Linked DNA regions of Mus musculus: all the other regions are linked to region 1. Evidence: chromatin contacts called from public promoter capture Hi-C data. All regions are on one chromosome and are shown on one strand. The core of a region is the stretch at or near the end of the contact, and the rest is flanking DNA. Distances in the headings are between cores, read along the strand shown. Region 1 holds the start of Kpna1 (karyopherin (importin) alpha 1). Region 2 holds the start of Ndufb4 (NADH:ubiquinone oxidoreductase subunit B4). Region 3 holds the start of Polq (polymerase (DNA directed), theta).

The links. Promoter capture Hi-C pulls out the DNA fragments that hold promoters and counts their contacts.
Region 2: a promoter capture Hi-C map of pre-B cells shows a contact between it and region 1, with 5 times the contacts expected there. The contact joins the promoter of Ndufb4 here to the promoter of Kpna1 in region 1. A contact is called at or near these places in 2 of 39 promoter capture datasets (liver and pre-B cells) and 1 of 9 other capture datasets (adipose tissue).
Region 3: a promoter capture Hi-C map of pre-B cells shows a contact between it and region 1, with 12 times the contacts expected there. The contact joins the promoter of Polq here to the promoter of Kpna1 in region 1. A contact is called at or near these places in 10 of 39 promoter capture datasets (the 3T3-L1 cell line, 3T3-L1-derived adipocytes, the C10 cell line and 5 more), 1 of 484 Hi-C or Micro-C datasets (muscle stem cells), 2 of 115 datasets of contacts at active chromatin or transcription factors (astrocytes and large pre-B cells) and 2 of 9 other capture datasets (adipose tissue and liver).

Annotation. Positions count from the first base shown.
Region 1 is chr16:35,981,191-35,986,235 of GRCm38.p6, forward strand. It overlaps Kpna1 (karyopherin (importin) alpha 1), which reads left to right and starts at 2,173. Exons shown (of 14, transcript NM_008465.5): 1 at 2,173-2,318. Gm15564 (a long non-coding RNA gene) reads right to left here and starts at 2,139. Exons shown (of 2, transcript XR_001781900.2): 1 at 1,862-2,139.
Region 2 is chr16:37,651,821-37,656,865 of GRCm38.p6, forward strand. It overlaps Ndufb4 (NADH:ubiquinone oxidoreductase subunit B4), which reads right to left and starts at 2,548. Exons shown (of 3, transcript NM_026610.1): 1 at 2,360-2,548. The coding sequence starts at 2,539.
Region 3 is chr16:37,009,562-37,014,606 of GRCm38.p6, forward strand. It overlaps Polq (polymerase (DNA directed), theta), which reads left to right and starts at 2,225. Exons shown (of 30, transcript NM_029977.2): 1 at 2,225-2,498; 2 at 3,546-3,725. The coding sequence starts at 2,339.

The DNA of each region.
Region 1 (5,045 bases), core at 923-3,422:
TGAGGGATCGAGAAAGTTGTTCTAGTTTGCTTTCGGTTGCTATGATAAAACTAACCAAAACAACTTGGGGGCAGGCATTTCAGCTTACAGTGCATCTTTGAGGGAAGCCAGGACTGGAATTCAAGGCAGGAACCTGGAGGCAGTAATTGAAGCAGATCATGGAGGAATTTGGTCCCTGGCTTACTCTCAGCTTGTTATCCTATACAGCCCAGAGGTGGCACCGCCCACAGTGAGTCTCACATTTATCGTGAGTCAGGAAAACACCCCACCGACGAGCCTTCAGGCCAATCTGGTGGGAGCAGTTAGCCCATGTGGTCCTTTTTCTCCTCCTGTCTTACATTTATAGATGTATTGATTCGAAGAGTAAAAAAGTAAAATAATGACTGCCCTGAGAACTGGCGCTGCGGGATGAACCGAACGCTGGGTTAAGGCGCCCGATGCCGACGCTCATCAGACCCCAGAAAAGGTGCTGTTCCTCTCGTACTGAGCAGGATTATCATGGCAACAACACATCATCAGTAGGGTAAAACTAACCTGTCTCACGACGGTCTAAACCCAGCTCACGTTCCCTATTAGTGGGTGAACAATCCAACGCTTGGTGAATTCTGCTTCACAATGATAGGAAGAGCCGGTTAGACAAGCGCAGAAGGGAAAGAGAAGATAGACAGAGCTGGTTTGAAAATTGGTTTAATAAGTCTCCTTGGTTTACCACCCTTGTTTCTACCCTTGCCGGTCCCCTAATCATCCTTTTGCTTTTGCTCACTTTTGGACCTTGCATTCTTAATAAGTTAGTGGCTTTTGTAAAAGACAGGGTTAGTGTTGTACAGGTAATGGTGCTCCGACAACAGTACCTGACTTTGCCGAAAGAAGAAGAGGGGTCGCTCTAAGATTAGAGCTACTCACAAGAAGAAGTGGGGAAATGAAGAGTAAAAAAATAAAATAATGACTGCCCTGAGAACATGGGCCCCCGCCCCCGGCCAGATGGCCTAATTCCCTGGAACTCTTGGGAAAAACAACCACAAAATGTTTCAATGTCCCAGGTGCCTTGAAGTAAATATCCGCCCCTAGACTTCCCCTGTTTCCTCTCCCATCCTCCCCCTAGGTTCTGGTTTTTACCTTTATAAACCTGCTGGAAAATAGGGTTGGGGTCAGACTCCTCTACCCCTGCGTGGTGTATGGGTCTCGACCTCAGCATGCTGGTTTGTGTGCCATTAAAAACCTCGTGTGTTTGCAGCAAGCGTGACTGTGGCTTTCTGGGCTCGCGATCCCTGAGACTTGAGTGAGGGTCTCCCTTCGGGGGTTCTACAGATTCATGTCCGGTGCTCCTCAGTATTCCTTTTAAACTGACTTGTTAAACCGTGTCCTGTGGTTGTGATTTTCCTGTGACCTCTACTTGCTGTCTTAAAGTGTTCCTTTGAAGCCACCGCTCTACTCCCCAGAAAGAAAAAAAAATTCTATCATGTAACGGTTAAGTCATTTCCCTAAATATTTTGTTTTAGCGTGCCTTCTCATAGCAACGCAAATATTTTCGCTGGAAATTGCCGTTTTTGAGATAGGGGTCTTTCTACGTAGTAATGCTGGTCTAGAATTCGCCATTCTCCTGCCTCAGACTTCCTAGAGCTGAAAATACAGGCGTGCGTTACCGTCATGCTAGGCTCAAAAAGCGATTTAATGTTATATGATACTAATAAATTACCGGGTAAGATGGGTGAGAACTGAAGAGAATACCCAGAAAGTTCCTGCAAACGGGTTGCATGTGAATTCTTTGAACGTGAGACACTGACGTATTTTGTAATACTCCCTCAGCCTCCAACCATGCCATCATTCATCCAATAAGCATGCTCGGCTGTGAGGTACCTACCATGTGAGAGGGAAGCTATATTGATGTGAGGGGGAATCCGTCCATTCTGGAAGAGCTTAGTAAGGACAAGTTTGTTTCCATAACTTCTATATGTCTGCGCTTTTACTGACTGCCAACCTGGTCCGCAGAGACCCACGCCCTGGCCGCCGCCTTTTCCCTGGCCGCCGCTAGCCTAGGGCGTCCACGCTCGGAGACTCCGCTTCCCGGCAGCCCCTGCGGCAGGCGGCGGAGAAGCGCACGCAGGCGCGCCGGCCGGCCCCCGCACGCAGGCGCAGTGCGCACGCCGGCTGAGCTGGGTCTCGCGGCTCTGTGAGCGGCAGCGGAGAGCGAGGCCTGGTGAGCGCCGCCGTGGTGCGCGCCGGCTGGTCAAGGTTGTGCGCAGAAGAGGCGCAGCGGGCGGGCCAAGAGCGAGCGTCTCCCTCTTCGTAGTGGCACCGGGACCGGTCGCCTGGAGCCGGTGAGTGGGGGCACCTCGCGGCCCCTCCCCCTCGGCGGGCGGCTCTGGGTCCCCCTCCGCGGACCCGAGGGAGGCCCCGGGGCGAAGGCGGACGCGGGCGGAAGCCGGAGCTGGCTCGGGCGCGCCGGGGACCGGACCCTCGCGTCGCTCCGGTGCGTCACGGGCCCGGCGGTCCTAACGGCCGCGCGGCGGCGGAGCGGGGTGGGGGTGGGGAACGCTGGTGCTCGCCGTGAGGAACGCCGGTCGGGGCGGGGCGGCGCGGCGCGGCGCGGCGGTGGAAGCGGCGTCGGGGACTGCGGGGCGCCGGGCGGCGGCGCGGAGTCTGCGCGCCGCGCTAGCTTGAGGGCGGGGGCGGGCGGCGCGGAGTGCGGTGGCTGAGGCCGAGGCGTGCGGGGCCGATCGGGGAGTTGGCAGGTTACCACCGGGGCCGGTGTTTGGAGGGAGGTGGGGGTGGAGACGGGAGGCTTGCAGTTTACAGATGTCATAACTACGCGGGCCTGGAGCTGCTGACGGGGGTGTGGTAATTATAGCAATGACAAGTTGGTCGGCTGTGTGAGCCGGCGATGCGAGGGAAACCGCCAAGCCTTAGCTGAGGCTCGCATTGGGAGCAGAAAACTGGAGGGTGACTGGGATCAGGGACATCGGCAAGAAAGAATGTGTGGGTTGAATGCAGCTGCTTCCAAACCACTTTTCAATGAAAAGTTTCACATGAATTGATTTTAAGGCTTAAACTTCGGCTTGGTAAATTACTATAGGAATCAGCCACCGAGAAATGCTTTTGAGATATTAAACACTATTGTCTGGCCTTTTCCCTCTTAAAAGAGTTCCGTCAAACACCTCCTTCCTCCTCCTCCTCCTCCTCCTCTTTTTTTTGTGTTTTTGTTTTTGTTTTTTTTCGAGACAGGGTTTCTCTGTGTAGCCCTGGCTGTCCTGGAACTCACTCTGTAGACCAGGCTGTCCTGGAACTCACTCTGTAGACCAGGCTGTCTTGGAACTCAGAAATTCACCTGCCTCTGCCTCCCAAGTGCTGGGATTAAAGGCGTGCGCCACCACTGCCCAGCCTGTTTTTTTTTGAGGTTGGGTTTTGTTTGGTAGGCTGGCTTTGAGCTTCTTATCCTGCCCTGGCCTTCGGGGTGGCAGGATTTCAGAGTCACACAGAAACTACACAGTCAGTTCAAAATTTCCATCAGTCTAGATATCAAAGTAGGTACTAACTAGTCCCAACCTTCTTGCCTGTAGGTTGCCTTTTCTTTGTTTTTGAGACAAGTCTCACTATTTAGTCATGGCTGGCCTAGCATTACATTGGTTGTCTTGAACTCAAAACACTCCTGCCTCAGCCTCTCAAGTGTTTGGGGTTACAGCATGCCTGCACGTGCGGGTGTTAGTATAAATTTGTATTCATGATGTGTACAACATTTACTTATTTATATACTTACTTTTAGATAGGGTCTCATTACATAGCTCTGGAATTCTTACATAGACCAGGCTGCCACTGAACTCAGAGATCCACCTGCCTCTGCTCTTGGAATTCTGAAATTAAAGACGTGTGTTGTCACACCTGACCTCCTTTCTCCATTTTAAAGGCTGAAAGGTCTAAATTTTGAAAGGAACTTGAGAATGGTTTAGCTTTTTAGTTTTGCTGAAATAACTTATTCTTGGCGGATTATCGTTTATGTGATATACAATTTTAAGATGGAGGCCTGAGAAGAAGTAAAGAAATAAAAGCAAATTTACAGCAACTTTGAAGCAGATATTAGCTTTTCCTAGCATAAATGAAAGCACGGAAGAACACAGTATTAGTTTTAAAAATAGCTTGTTTTGGGCTGGTGAGATGGGTCAGTGGGTAAGAGCACTGACTGCTCTTCCAAAGGCCTTGAGTTCAAATCTCAGCAACCACATGGTGGTTCACAACCACCTGTAATGAGGTCTGACACCGGTGCCTTTCTGGTGCGTCTGAAGTCAGCTACAGTGTACTTATGTATAGTAACAAATATTTTTAAAAAAAAGAATAGCTTGTTTCTTATAAATATTTTATTTCCTTTTTAAGTGTGTGAATGTTTGTAAGTGCATCATGATGGTGCCTGGTGCTTGCAGAGGCCATATGAGGGTGTTAGAGTCTCTAAAAGTGGAGTTGAAGATGGTTTGAGTTTGGGTACCAGGAACCAAACCTGTCTTCTGCAAGAACAGCAAGTGCTCTTAACAGCTGAACCATCTTTCTAGTCCAGAAACCTCTAGAAGAAGACTTTGTTCTAGGGAAAAAAATATTTGCTGATAAAAATGCATTGTAAAGCCCGGTGTGGTGGCGCACGCCTTTAGTCCCGGTACTTGGGAGGCAGAGGCAGGCGGATTTCTGAGTTCGAGGCCATCCTGGTCTGCAAAGTGAGTTCCAGGACAACCAGGGTTATACAGAGAAACCCTGTCTCAAAATGCATTGTAAGAGATAGTAGCTAGTTCCTATAATCCTAGCACAGACAGAGGCCAGAAGATCCTGAGTTTTGAAGCTAGCCTAGAACTTTACCCTGTCACAAAACAAGAAAGCAAAACCTGCAGGAGTATAGCATGCCAGAGGCCTGTAGTTAACCCTCCCAAAAGGTCTACAAAATCAGACCTAGAAAACCTATGGTCAAGTAAAGAGAATAAAGATATTACCTACACTTGGATTATACTTTTTTTTTTTTTTTTTTTGTTAGGGTCTCTTTATGTAGACTTGGCCGTCTTGGAACTCAA
Region 2 (5,045 bases), core at 1,298-3,797, 1.7 Mb after region 1:
TGAGGAAACAAACTTGAGAGATTTTGTTAAGTCTCCGTTATGTGACTGCCTCCTCAGTAGAGATCTTTACAATGTCATACAAGGTCCATGTGATCAAGTCGCAGGGATCTCTTTGACTTCGGTTTGTCACTGTACCCCCCACTATTTTATCCATAACAGTCTCATAAGAAACAAAACTTCATCATCGAAATACATTCTATGTAATTCTCACCAATGCATCTAATATAAAATAAAATAACACAATTAATAAAGATGTTATTTTTAAAAAGGCAATCATGTTATAAGGACATAAAATGAAACTTGGCTCCACCTCCTGAGTACTAGGTCTGCTAACATATTTTGAAATAGCTCTCTGGTATAGTTTGAGATATATTAAATGCTAGAGCTGGTCTTGTACCTACAGTGTCTTCTAATTGGCACACTCTTTCCCTTTCCCTCAAGCTAACTCCTTTGGTTCACTTCTTTCAGATCCTTACTTAAATGTCATGCTCCAAGAATGGGATTGTGGCTCAGTGGTGAGCGCTTCCCTCCCATGTGAGACCATGGATTTGATCCCAAACACTACAAAACAAACAAACAAAAACAAGATGCCCAAAGCCCTGTTCCAAACAGGTGCTTCCTTCCCTGGTGCACGCAGGGTTGACCCCACCCTTATTTTCTGTACCACTCACCACCGGCTCAAACACCAAATGATTCAGATTTCTAACGCACTTAGTATTTGTCATCCCCATTCCAAACACAGGTAGCTCTACAAGGCCAGGGACTTCCAGCTGGCTTTGTACTCTCAACTCAGCATCTTCGTCTCATAATAGGTCCTGAGCAGTTATTTTTGACCTAATTAGTTACCCCTAAAGACTAGACAAAGGGTGCACAAGTTTTGGCTGGTAAACGATTAATGGGGCAGCTAAGGAGGCAGGTGTCTCTATTTCTATTAGAGATGCGAAATGGAAACTTCCCTGGGTTACAGAGATCAAAAAACAGACGACTGGGGGTTCAAACTTCACATCTGACTGAGGCCTTACTCTAGTTACTTTTAAAAAGTTAAACAAACAAACAGGCCCCGTGTTGTGGTTCATGCCTTTAATGTGAGCACTCACAAAGCGGAGGCAGGTTGATCTCTGTGAGTTCAAGGCCAGCCTGTTCTACATACTGATTTCCAGGACAGCCAGGGCTGCTGTATATTCAGACCCTGTCTGAAAAAAAAAAAAAAATAGTAACAATCCCATGCTATCTAGCTTATAGTATAGAACAGGTGTATCTCTTTCACCATGTAAACAAAGGTCTGCTTGAGGATACTCTATCTGTGCAGAAGGTAATATAAGTCACACAGACTAGGGTGTGTGACCTGTTTCTGGGTGTCACTGTCCATACAGTCTCATCTAGAAAGCCAAGAGACTAACACAGTAACCTCTGTGAATGACTGCGACATTTAATTTTTTTAAATGTCTTTCAGACCAGGCATGGGTTTCAAGTGGCAGTAACCCCAGTATGTGAGGCTGTGGCTGGAGGACCTGGCATTCTGAGCCACCTGGAGACTAGCATTGAACCTGACCACTTTGTGTAACTTTCCCTTGGTTGTTCTAACTTTCAAAAATGATAGAGAATATGTATGCAATTGTTGGAAAATCTTTATTTAAAAAAAAATCCCATTTGAGATATTTAGACAGCTTTTACAGAAGAAACTGTCTAAAAGCACACTTGCCAAAATATTTTTTTAGTGATGTATGTTACATACATAGTAATGCTACGTACTTTCTTGTTTGATTTCACAAATCTGACGGATGCACACCATTTTCCACGAGAACACAAAAAAGCTATGGTTTGAGAGGGATTACGTAAATTGCCCAGGGATCATAGTTGGTTATTATATGGGGCCATGAGGTCTGCTTCCAAAGCCGAATGCATCAAAGCCTCAGCTTCTATAACACACTTCATTTGAACAACCCCTATTCTCAAGAGAAAGAAAGAAGTGTCCTTGAGAGTTAGGAGCTGAATGGCACAAAACAGCTTTTTATGCAGTACACTTGGGAGAACCGGGCTTGAGCACGCCCTTTTCGAGGAAGATACTGTGCTAGATTAGTCAGTCATGTGTTAATCTGCCTCAAAAGATATGAAGGACCATATTATGGCCATGTTTCAGACAAGAAAGCCGAGACTATGCAGAGTGGAACAAGTTTCTCTAAACCAAGGGGGAAGCCGTCCGATCCCTTTGACCACTGAGCCGAAGGCCGAAGTTGAAGGGCCAAGGGCTGTGCGGCTCGGGGCCGGTGTCCAGCACACGGAGGGAGCTGGGCGGCCCCGCGTGTGCCCACGCGAGATGCGGCTGCCCCGGCCCACAGTCCCGCCCGGCCCCACTCACGATGTGCGACACGCGTTTGGGGTCGTTGTACTGAAGCAGATACTCCCGTTTAAGCCGGGCCCTTATGCTCAAGCGCTCGACCTGCGCCCTTCTGGTCTCCGGAGACACGTCATACTCGGCAGGGTCGAGGGTACTGGGGAGAGTGGCCAGGGGCGCAGGCTTATACTTGGAACCCGACATCTTGACTCCCGGCGCACATCTGCGCCTGCGCGGATATGAGGGCTGCCCTCTCGAGTCTGACCTTCAGGCTCAGGAAGTGCGCCTGCGCGCGCACAAGGCGCTCTGGCAGGAAGGGGCGGGAGAGGGGTGGGGTTCGAGGCTGGGTGGAGCCTTTGCCAATCCTCCTTCACGCCCTCGTCCCGCGTATTCTGCGCGTGCGCACTGCTTCTCGTTTTGCCTCCTCTTGTCTGGTGGTAAACTCCTTTTCTCTCTGTGCTACTACTTGTTTGCAGAACTGATTTCCTGAAGTTGAGTAGACTAGAGGAGACTGGGAAACTGGGTTGTCTGTGACTCCTGAAGTCCTACAGTCCAGGGTGGGTTCTTCCAACCTGGGTGACCTTGTCATTAGTCAAGGTCATTAGTGTCTCCCAAATTTCCTTTTTCTTACCCTGGAGAAATGACCTTGACTCTGCACTCCTAGCAAGGTTGTTGGAATTAAATGAGACATTGAAAACAATGAAATTGCTTTTCAAACATTTCCCTAGCTACGCCCCACCCCAAACAAAAAAGAGAATAAGCTTTCTAAAGGTTACCACTTTAGGACCAATCCACTGTTAACCCCAAAGATGGGAGGAGAAAGACCACCGACTCAGATCATCTCGTCCAGATTAATTAAAGTCAGGTTTTTATTCCTGTACACGAGCTGCCTCCCCCTGCCTCCTCCTAAGGCAAGGTTCATTGGATGTGAGGAAGGCTTTTATAGCTCAGAGGTAGAGGAGTTCTAAATGGGGGATTTGTGGCAAAATAGGAGTTACAGGAGCAGAATATAGGCATAATAAGTTAGTCTCCTGAAACAAAGACACAAAGGCAGTCATAACAGCAGGTAGTCATACAAGGTACCCATACAAACCTTTTGCAAGATAAACATTAACTTTTTGAAACAAAAATGTGAGTGCTATTCCTGGAACAGGCAGTACAGAACCATTTGTAGTTAAGGTTACAGGTGGGGCATAGCCCAATCTTTGATTAATTAACAGCTTTAATTCATCAAGTTAATTTGTTTAACTTAGTTTGTCTTTACTATCAGATGGCTTTTAAACCTAAGATGGAGGCAGACTGGTTCTTCACCACCTAAGTATAAGCTTATCTTTTGAAGACATAAAATACTGTTTAAAAGGAGAGTGGGGTTACAGAGCAAGTTTTACCTGGCTGTAGTAGATCAGAAAATAATAAAGAATGAAACTCCTGAGTAAATACCTTAGTGAAAATGCAAACAAAACAAAACAAAAACACCTCTCTTAAATCCTCAGCACTCCTCAGGTGCTGAAAGTAAAAGACATCCTTTCAGATAGGAAAGTAACAAGCAGAATAACAGTGCATTCCCGCAAACCCTTGGGAGGCTGAGGCAGGAGCTCTGAGCTCAAGGCCGGCCTGGGGTACACCACAAACCTCTGTTTCAAGAGAATAAGAACAGGAAAGATGATTTGGAGAGTAAATGAAGGTAACATGCAGCTCTCAGCATCTCTGCACCTCCCGCTCCCATCCCCCCTCCAATGCTCCACCCCCTGTCACCACCCCTCCTTACTCCCTCCCACTCACACTCCTCACTCCCCCACCCCCACCCCCACACACTATCACTAAGGGGAAAGATCAACTTCAAGGCACACAGCAGGGTCCTTAGCTTCCCATAAAACACTCCTCAGGAGGCAACAATGGAAACAATAACACCAACAAGGAAAGCTAGATCAAAAAAGAGCTTCAACTTGGCTCAAACTTCCGGGGACATGTAGGTATGTGGGGGGAGTGGTTGCTAGGCAGTGACAGGGCCTAGAAAGTGTTGGCACTGAAGTGATGAGCAACAGCACTGCTGTCAAATTTATTCAACACTCTAATACTGTTTTAAAATATTTATTAAGCACCCCTGCATGAAGCATACCTTACACCATTCCGTCTTAGTCAATCTTCTGGGCTCAGTAGAGAAATTACACAAGAAATGGAAGCTGGATCCTTGTTATCCGCCCCCCCCACCCCCCCACCCCCCCACCCCCCCGTAGCTGACAGTCATGCAGTGAACAGGCAGAGCAGGATATCTGCAAAGTAGTTCCATGTCCAAATGAATATGAAGCTAAATCGACTCATAAGAAAGCCTGCTTCAGGGCAGTAGAAAAATTATTACACTCAATTTAAAGAAGGGGGGCGGGAGGGACGGGGATGGAGAAGGGGAGGAGAGGGGAAATGGGGGGGGGGAAGAAAGTTGTTCTCAAAGATGCAGGTTTAGGATGTAAAATTCTAAATAATAAATAAGATTTTAAAAAACCCTTTTAAGACATTGATATGGGAAGAGAAGGTGAAAAGAATAAAGGAATTCAGGGAGTATGTGAGTATAAGCTGCCCATTTACAAAGTTGGAAAGGGATGTATTTGTGAAAGAGAAGCATTATTAAAGTGAAATATTTGCATGCGTTTAAGGGGTTATTCCTGTGCTTTTGAGTTCTCATAAACATGACTCAAGATGACTGTTAAAGGCC
Region 3 (5,045 bases), core at 975-3,474, 1.0 Mb after region 1:
CCAAGTGTTCTCTGAGCCTTGGAAGGGTTTATATCGATACCCCTCTTAGGATTGAACATTCAACAGTCATCTGTTCCCAGCGCTCTGACCAATTATGAGTCTCGGCATTAGCTACAGAAAGATGTTTCTCTGCCAAAGTTGAGAATAAGATTAGTCTATGGGTCTAAGGATACATTTTTGATGGCAAAGTAACATGCCCATTTAGCAATTCAACACCAGTCGATTGCTTATTGGGGCCTACAACCTCCCGAAGTGTGGGTTTATGGCCAGGTATATGGTAGTGATATTTTTGAGAAGTAGCTTTGGGTTTAGTTTTGAAGACTTAAAAAATACTGGGAATAAATATTGAAGATTTGAATGCGTAGTTTAGGCTTGTGGCAGGACACAGACCATCCCTTTCAATGCTTCCCCAGTGGACTTTCTTATCTCCTCATGGTTCACATAATAAAGTAAGTTAGTATTCGATGGGCTAATCGTAAGAGACTTCTCTGGCTTATTCTTTCTTCATTACAGTCTTGAATTATTATTAGGGCTTGTTAAAATATGTAATGTAATTTTCTCTGAACAGAACTTATGTGGCAGCCCTGGTCTCAGCATTCTGTATACTCATCCACAGATAATAGACTCCTACTCTTCTCATATGATGTGGGAATACTGAGGGGTTATGCAAGATGCCCAAGATAGCACAGTCAATACATTCTAAACCCAGACCCAGACTGTGTAGGTCTACAGCTGGACTTTTAGTTTCCACTGAGACTATAAGTCAGGATTCCTTTGATAGTCCTCTGTTCCTAGGAATTTCTCCCTGAGCAGTAGTCACAATTTAAATTAATAATTAATTTAGTCAATGTTTGTACCAGTATCTTTCAGAGCAGGAAGCGTTCCACCCTGCATCACTGACACTGAGACTAGTGTACTGTTGATGCCCAATAATTTCCTAGTGAATAAATGCATAAAGGAAGGAAGCGTTTCTTTCATGGAGTAATGCCTCCCTCTGGTGGGATTTTAGAATATTGTTTAACCACTTCCTAAATTCACTCCCCACATCCTTCCCCCAAACCAATGGCCATAATTTCTTCAGGATAGGCTTGTCACCCACTTGTTGGCTTGGTGAGATGAACTGTGGAACTAGGCAAGTACCAGGCACCGATTTACGTCCAGAAGTTGGTCAAAGCACATCTATAACTAACTTCCTTGTTCAGAATGACCCCTCATGTGCTTTCAGAGCCTCCTCTTTCAACACCAAAGGGATCTATCCAGAATCTCCAGTTCTGATCATACAATCCTCAGGATATAACCGCAGAAATAATCCCTTCCCTATCAACTGCCAACACAGAAGTGCAGTTCTCAACTCAGAGGGAATAAGAAAATTTATTCTGGAACAAATATGAGTTACTATGGCCCCAGGGACAAATTTAAATTGTTCTATATACTGTTTTGTGGTAGCAGTTTTACAGAGTTTTTATATTTCCGAGCAAAGAGAGCTATAACTGAAGACGTTTAAAGATACATTGATGTTAATGGAAACTTCAGGTAGGTTAGATCCAGCAAATCAAGAGAAACTTCTGCTGTAAGGCTCAGATGCATATAACATGCTTAGCTTTTGGGTTGGTGGAAGCTACATTCCCAAATTCGTACATTCCCAAACGACTTACTTAATAGTCACAAGAACATGACAGAGTTGTGTGACCAAACAAGTGGCTATTTAAGGGGCCGAGATAACCCAAAATAATTGACACTGAACCAGTCTACAGCCTGGAATGTTTAACCCGGGCGTGTCCTCTACTCCACCCCCATCTGTTATTTTAATTCACGTATTTGACAAGAGGAAAACCGCACAAATTACGCTCTACCAAAAAACCCTACTTTTTTTTTTTTTTTTACACAATCTGAAGAAACAAAAAAGAAACAAACACAATACAATAGTAAAGAAGAGATACTTTCCTAATCTATTCACATAAGGGCAACTCATTAGCTTCCGATTCAAACCAGAAATAAGTAAAAACAGGAGGAATGTTTTTAGAACAATCTACGAATGCAGTCAGATGCTCCGTTCCTTTTAATGTCTCCAGCACTCTATCCCCTTTTCTATCCCCAGCCGCCAGCGGAGGCCGGAAGCCAGATATCAGCGCGGGCTGTTCCGTCCCTCACCACTCTATGGTAGTCGGGTTATTCTAGCCAGGAGAACTCTGTGGTTCCGGGGCGTGCTGGGAGGCCTGCATTTGAAGATGGAGGCGGGAAGATGGAGGCGGTAGCTGTCACTAGGTTGGGGTTCTCCCGCGCGGGAGGCCTATGGGACTGTGTCGTGTCCTGAACAGTCGAGAGGAGCTTGTTTGCAATGAGTCTTCCGCGCCGGAGTAGGAAACGGCGGCGTTCATCGTCCGGCTCCGACACGTTCTCGGGAGATGGTGATAGCTTTGTTAGCCCTCAGCTCCGGTGTGGACCGGTGCTGAGTCCACCTCCGGGGCTGGGACGCGGCCGGAGGCTCACAGGGACAGGTACTCGACCCGCGGGGCCGACGCGGCCGAGGGCAGCAGGGGTTGAGATGGGCTGCGAGAGTATCAGGGCCATGCACTCCCGCACCGGAGCTGGATAGCTGGAGGCAGGGCTGCTATCCAGTACCCGGCCTGGGACTCAACCCTGGGGATGGCTTCCCTCTTGGCCAGCATGCACAGCTGATGGTGTTTTAGTCCACCACTGCCCCAGTAGATATGGGCGTTCTTTGGTTTTTGGGTCTTTACACCTTCCCAGAAACAACTTCCAAGTTGGCCAGATCCTGTCACCATGTCGAGGGTTTGCTTAGGATAAATGTCCAGTGGTACAACTTCATATATATAAGTACCAAATTTCTGGGTGTGGTGTAGGATGCAGGCTCTTTGGACTGCAAAGAGCAAAGCTGGAAGGCACATGTTGTCTTAGAACCTTAACCCAGTTCTTGTTTGCTTTTTTGAGATAAGGGCTTGCTCTAGGTCAGGCTGGGTGCTGTCTCGATCTCGGACCAAGGGTGTTTATCCGTAAATGTTGGGATTATAGGCCTACACCAGTGCATTTCATAATTCTTTGCCCTTGGTTATGCAGATACCTCAGTACTAAATCGTAAAGAGAAACTCATCTAACAGCTTTGTAATGCTTAATCACCCTTCTACCTCCACATCTGTACAAACTTTTTATTCAGTGTGTATAGCACACTTTTTGGTTTTTTCGAGACAGGGTTTCTCAGTATAGCCTGGCTGTCCTGGAACTCAACTTTGTAGACCAGGCTGGCCTTGAACTCAGAAATCCATCTGCCTCTGCCTCCCAAGTGCTAGGATTAAAGGCTTGTGCCACCACCGCCCAGCTATAGCACACTTTTGTTTGTGGCTCTTAAGAGTTTTCAAATTTTCATCTAGTAAATAAAAAATTGCTAGCATTTTTCTGTATAGGATCAGTTTCTTAATAGGTCTCTAGAAGTGAAGATGTGTTTTAAGTTTGGTAGGAATTCAAACAGGTTTAACTACTAAACTTGTATGTTGGAGGTAATTAAATTGTTTTTGTTTTTCTGAAAGGAACAAACAAGCGAAGAGTTTCTGATGACCAGATAGACCAGCTGCTGTTGGCAAATTGGGGACTTCCTAAAGCAGTTCTGGAGAAATACCATAGTTTTGGTGTAAGAAAGATGTTCGAATGGCAGGCAGAATGCCTTTTGCTTGGTCACGTCTTGGAAGGAAAGAATCTAGTTTATTCAGGTATTCAAATTTATGTAAACTCCTTTCACTAAAATTATCAGTGTGAACAATTCTCTTTTGGGTTGGTTACATTTTTTAAACAGGAGGAATGTCATCATTTGCATCCTGACATCATGAAAGTTCTGTTGTGTGGTAGAGGAGGGAAACAAGGACATTTGCAACGTATGTAGGAAAAATTCTGCTTGTTTAATTTAACGTATGTCTCAGTGAGTCTGAGTCTGTAATGCTTAACGTATGTCTGAGTGAGTCTGTAAGAGATGCCAGCCTGCTCTTTCCTCATTTGATCTCAGTTGCTTTTAACTTTTGTATTCATAACTGAGGTGATTGTGCAGGGTCATACTTACAAAACAATATGTCGTATACTTTATAAGGTTTACATGGGTTTTCAAGAGCAACTCTGATATGAACAATTTTTAACCTATGTTTACTGAAGTGACTTAAGGATCAAATATAAGATACAGTTCCTTTGTGCCAGTTTCCTCTGAAGTTCTGAGCCATTCAGATGTTTTTTATAAGGCTATGAAAAAGAACCACAGTAACAACTAGGTAGATATAAGTTCAGAATGATTGGGTTTGGGAACTCTATCATTTACTGGCTGCTTGGATTTGTAAATTGGAGGGAGAGTGGAGGAGGGGGATGCTAACTGACTTGGTACTGCTGAGGGTTAATTATAAAAGCTTTGAACAGTTTGGTATACACAATTCCTAAGTGTTTAAAGTGTGGCATTAAGCAGCAGCGTCAGCCGGTTGCTGACTGGAGGAATGGGCTAGGCATTTCAGTTTCTTAACTCACAACGTTGGCCAGCAACTCACACAATGAAGATGTTTTTACCTTAGATATATATTGGATCTGTGGACTTTCTGTCCCTAACTCCTCACCATCTTCTTCTAGATCTGGCAATACACTTGATAACACATTTATCTTTTTCTCTGCTCTTACCCTGATCCCGACTTTCTCACTGTGTTTCTAAGAACATGTTAGTCATTTTGTATTGCTTTCAGGATAGACCAAAAAAGTCTTTAGATGGTAGGATTATGGCCCTCTTTTTTGTGTGTGGCATTTAAACATTTAAAAAATCTGTAGTTATGTATGTATATATGTCTGTGTGTGTGTGGGGGTGCTGTACATACAGTGTGCACAGAGACCAGAAGAGGAGGTTAGATCCCCTGGAGTAGGAGTTACAGGCAGCTGTGAGCTGTCTGATAGGGTGCTGGGAATCAAGCCTGTGATGTACTCTTTCGTAACTACTATGCCATCTCTCTAGCCCTAGTCTCAAACCAACAACCACTGCTGTCTTTTTTTAATCTCTCTATTCTCCC